Linked DNA regions of Danio rerio: region 1 is linked to region 2. A link is a contact called in public HiCAR-type data. All regions are on one chromosome and are shown on one strand. The core of a region is the stretch at or near the end of the contact, and the rest is flanking DNA. Distances in the headings are between cores, read along the strand shown.

Region 1 (2,700 bases), core at 11-2,510, 150 kb before region 2:
ATCATGTTCTAACTTGATTTTATAAGTTACGCAAGCTGCTGTATGTCAGTTTAACATTAAATAAGTTCAAAGGACTCATAAGGTTAAATTAATTTAACCTAAAAATTTAAGGCAACCAGGATTTTTCAACTTTTACAGTATATGCAACATGCTAGAACAAATCTACATATATAGTATGGCTATGGAAGACTATTTTTAGTTTCAGGTTTTTTTTTTTTTTATTCAAATTTTTTAAGCATTGGTTTTGATGAAAAAAAAACAGGTTTTATATTATTATGTTTTATTAAAAATATTGAGATAATGTTATGTTTATTCTTTGAAGGTCTGATAACATTTATTTCTGGTTTAAAATAAAAACAGTCAATTCAAAACTTTAGTTTTTTTCAGAAAAATCACAACTGGTAAGAGTAGCAAATATTTTATTTAATATGACTGAAAATAAGAGTTATTCCACTGCTATTAAAACGTGGTTATCAAGTTTTCTAAAAATGAATATAAAAATAGTCAAATAATATGGCACCTTTCTTGCTATTTAAAGCAAAAACTAGGAATAAAATGAAGTGAAGACCAATAAAATTTAAAATAAAATATGTCATTAATAGTTAGCATGATGTTATCATGGTGCATAAAATGTGCTATACATGTACAGCACTAAACTCGCTATTTAAGTAAGATATTTAACAAAAAATATTTAGCAAAAACAACTTATTTTTGCTGCGATTTTGTATGCAATAACTACAATATAATCAGTTATTAATATTTCATAAGCAGCCTCCTGTGCCTCTTTTAAAATTAAACTATGAAACATGCTGGAAAAATCTACACATATGGCTATAGAAGATCATTTTCAGTCTTGATTTACTGAATTTACTTAATACATGGAATATAAAATATGTTATACATATACAGCATTGATTGTATGTATGAAGTACCTATACAGTATACAACTCACCTCACAGTCAAGGTCGCACTGGCTAACAAGTTAATAATAATCTAAAAAACAGATGTAAGTTATTGAGACGCTGGGAAAAAAGCAACTAGACTGATGGATGATGGTTCATTACAAAGCCTTGTTCTCCAATTATCTGGCTGTACTGACTCTGCTGATGATATACTGCACATGCCTTATCAGCCCTAGTCATATTTAACAGAAAGCAGCTATGTCAGTGTATCTGATAGGAACAATGTTTGTTTTACACATTTACAGTGAACTGGCATAATGTGCACGTGTGAGTAATCTCACCTCCAAGCAGCCCTACAGTTTCTAGCTTTCACAACAAATAGAGAGTTTCTTTGTAGGCTTTGTGGAGTTCTAGAAAGAAAAAAAGTGCCAAGAGCGTGATTATTTAATGCTGTCAATCACAATGCTAATGATATATAAACGGCTGCTTAAACCTCATTCCAATGACAACGCTTCTGGCATCCCTCAACCTCCTCCCTCACTTCACCTTTTTTCCCTATAATTAATCAGGTCCAGGAGAGTGTTACAGCACCAGCAGAATCGTCTCACGTTCAAAGCTCTTCATTCCGGACAGCCAGAAAAACCTGTTTGGCTCTCAAATCACTGTTAAAGGACTAATTCACCCGGAAATGAACTTTATATTATGTTGTTCATGTGTAACTGTAATTTAAGCAGGACTGGGGTTTTCATAACATTAAGCTATTACTAGGGGCCTACATACATTCCTTTGGTTTGGTAAGAATGTGTTTAGTAAACAAATACAGTGTGTTAACCACGACAAGTCAGGGATTTAAAGTTTTGAAAACAAATGGATATTCATCCTTAAAACGTAAGATCGGTCTTTATAGGTGATGCATGATCAAAATGTAAGTCTCTCTTTATATTAGGTGACCTGAACTACTATGTAGTTGCATTAAAAAATAAACATAAAGAGCATACTGTGTTTACAATACATCACAGAATACTTCTGGTGGTCTTTAGGTGGGTTACGGGTAGGGTTAGGAACAGGTTTGGTGTTATGGGTAGGTTTAAGGGTGGGTTAAGGTGTAACGGATGGTCAACAGTGTAATTCCCAAGACAGGCTCATTCTGAATACCGTACCACTATATACATTTCTAAAGAGTACTAAATATGTTCTAGGAGCTATGTTTTTTTTTGCTGTTTCTGTTTTAGCGAATCTGGCAGACGCTGCTTTGTATGCTTCTCAAAAATCAAAGCTCTCAAATTTCTGCTGTACTCGCGTAAATTCACCAGAGCCTGTTGTAAAAAGACTGACTGATTGACTGACTGACCAATTGACAATCCCACCCACCCCCTTCCTTAAACCCAACCGATACTGCTTTAAAAAGCACCGATTGACCAGTGCCCACCCACTTCCCTGAACCCAACTGACAGTGTTATGAAAAGCAACCCAGAAAAAAAGCTCTCTTATATAGCAGGCTTTTACGCAGCGGATGTCCTTCCAGCCGCAACCCATCTCTGGGAAACATTCACTCACACACACACACACACACACACACACACACACACACACTATGGACAATTTAGCCTACCCAATTCACCTGTACCGCATGTCTTTGGACTGTGGGGGAAACCAGAGCACCCGGAGGAAACCCACGCGAATGCAGGAAGAACATGCAAACTCCTCAAAGAAACACCATCTGAGCCGAGGTTCGAACCAGCGACCCAGCGATCTTCTTGCTGTGAGGCGACAGCACTACCTACTGTGCCACTACGTC
Region 2 (2,700 bases), core at 188-2,687:
CCTCCTGAGACAGGAAATGAACCAAAATTTGTTTTTGGATGTGCCTTGATTCTGTAATGCCTGCCTGCCTTTGATTGCTGCCTCAGATGGCAGCATTTTAAAGCTTTTAGACGCAACCTATGTGTTTAAGTAAAATATATTATGTTATTATATGTTATGAGTACAATATACACACACACACACACACACACACACACACACGCACACACACACACACACACACACACACATACACATATATATATATATATATATATGTGTGTGTGTGTGTGTGTGTGTGTGTGTGTGTGTGTGTGTGTGTGTGTGTATACATATATATATATATATATATATATATATATATATATATATATATATATATATATATATATTATTCTGAAAATGTCTTATCAAGTTTTTTTTTTTCAAATTTCAAATAAAATATTCTAATTTAAAGCATTTTAAAAAAAATTACAATTAATTGAAAATCAAGGTCGCCATATTGCAGGTTTGATCAAAACTGTTCACTTAGAGCAGAGATGCTTAAACTAGGGCCCGGGGGGCAAAGTTGGCTCCTAATAACCTTTGATTTGGCCCACCATTCCATCTGAAAAGAGGAAGAATTTTAGGAAGGGCTGGAGTTCATGCCTTTAATACGCATTGTCATTTCTAATTTAACATAACCTTTCACTGGTTTATTTTATTGTTAGGCTACAAAAAAAAAGTAAATGTTTCAATCAAATGTTGTAAATGAATCAAATTTTTTTTAATGAACAAACTGTTCGAGCTCAATTCAGAAGTCCCCAGTAAGCAAATAAAGACAAAGGCAGCTTGACTAGTGTATATGGTATTAAATTCCATTGTGTTATAAATGATGGACACTTTTTACTTTTAAATTAATTTTATTATTATTATTATTATTATGATTATTATTATTATTATTATTATGATTATTATTTAGTCATTTTGAAGAAATGTCATCAATAGTTTACAGAACAATAGAAAATTACACTTTACACATAACCCATTAAAAGAAAGTGTAAATCTATATATATATATTTTTTTTGTGACAATTTTTTTGCTTCCTCCATTGGCAGATTAATTTGCTTCTTTTGAGGAAAAACACTTCATTTTGGCATGTTATTTCTTAAAACAAGACAATGTATTTTTTTTTTTTTTGCCTGTCTAGAAAATGCTTCTTGATTTAAGATTTTTTTTAGATATTTAGCCTAGAAACAAGAAAAAAATGCAGTGACATTTGAATCCTAGAAATTTTAGGATTTTCAGACCCTTAAAATCACTTTGTTGATGTAGTCTCAGACAGTGAGCTAGTACTGTATCATATTTTCACAGTAATGTAGTTTAACAGTGCCAGATGTGCAATAGTGTCCAGTGTTGTGCTTCTGCTGAGCACTGCCATCTTCTGGAACGCCTGCTCACAAACTCCCTCCTCCCTCGATACCCTCTCTCGATCTCTCTCTCTCTTTCTCTCTCCCTCTCCTCTTGGACGGTAGCCTGACATACCAGACCCTGTTCGTTAGCGCATATTTTTACCCGCCGTTACTAAATTAGGAAGCCAGTGAGCGAGAACCATGGGTGGCTGCCAAGAGCAGAATAAGGAGGGTCTGCTGAGGGCCTTGCCAGCGCAGCCACTAGCATCAAGAGCCACTTAGAGCTCTCCGAAACAAGAGCCCTGCAGGAACCGAGGCCAAGCAGAGCCTCAAGATATCCTGGCCAAAAGACCAACCAGAACAAACAAACAAATATCCTGCTTTTTTAATGAACACCTTGTCACAGGACTGTCATCACAACCAAACAAACAGCTAGAATTTGTGCTAGACTGAGTTTAAATAGCTTGATAGGAGGGTTTAAATGCATTTAGGAAAACTAATTTAGCTCTTTTATTTCTAAAAATGCTCGCTTGAATGATTTTACAAACATTTATAATGGGTAAAATTTGGTCTGTACAGGTTTTTCATTTTAGAATGACCTAATTAAATGCATCAGTTTTGTCTTTTATGTCAAATAATCCATTTTAACAACTCAATTAAATCAATCAAAACCACAACAAAACTATTTAAAATATAATATACATAATTTGCACAATCAAAACAAAAGTAGCAGGAATTGATTGGAGGGTAAAGCTGTAATGTAATGTTGTAAACATAATTATAGTTGATTATTGCTCTTCTGGTAATTATTAATGTCAATTAACAGAATATTTGTATGTTCAGAGAAACTACACATTAACTTCTGGCTCAAAAAAAAAAAAAAGTTTAGTACACATCAAATAATAAATAAACCATGGAGACCAATACAGTGTGTTTCATTTTTTCCTAAAAGCATTATTTTCACAATGATTTGTTTGATAATTGTTTATTTGACAACCAAAAAATTCTGGACTACATTTTAATAGTCAATTTTATTTTTAGTATTCCTGAAACAAACATTTTAACATTTTACAGTTGCAATTACATTTATAAAACTGCAGCTTGAAAAAGTAAATAAGATGTTTGTTTTTAATCTGAATATTTCCTGCTAAAATGAAAACAAGGAAGAAACATTGTGTAATTAATGCTTTAAGCTTTCTATTTTTCGATTATTATTATTATTATTATTAGTGGTAGTAGTAGTAGTAGTAGTAGTAGTAGTAGTAGTAGTAGTATTACTACTACTGTACTACTACTACTACCAGTGTTGGGGAAAGTTACATTTAAAAAA

Evidence for each region. HiCAR-type assays count read pairs that join an accessible place to other places.
Region 1: a HiCAR-type map of caudal fin shows a contact between it and region 2, with 4 times the contacts expected there. The contact joins two enhancer-like sites. A contact is called at or near these places in 1 of 18 Hi-C or Micro-C datasets (hematopoietic stem cells) and 1 of 4 datasets of contacts at active chromatin or transcription factors (caudal fin).

What each region holds. Positions count from the first base shown.
Region 1 is chr18:24,633,746-24,636,445 of GRCz12tu, reverse strand. The region is part of intron 2 of mef2aa (myocyte enhancer factor 2aa); the gene reads right to left. Among named protein-coding and RNA genes, the nearest start is that of mef2aa, 49 kb to the right of the region's middle. Within about 2 kb of position 1,260, at least 7 of the 62 cell types and tissues checked have an H3K27ac peak or open chromatin away from gene starts, as enhancers often do. A contact at or near this core is called in caudal fin, where this site is marked.
Region 2 is chr18:24,479,053-24,481,752 of GRCz12tu, reverse strand. No RefSeq gene overlaps it. Among named protein-coding and RNA genes, the nearest start is that of cbfb, 94 kb to the right of the region's middle. Within about 2 kb of position 1,437, at least 13 of the 62 cell types and tissues checked have an H3K27ac peak or open chromatin away from gene starts, as enhancers often do. A contact at or near this core is called in caudal fin, where this site is marked.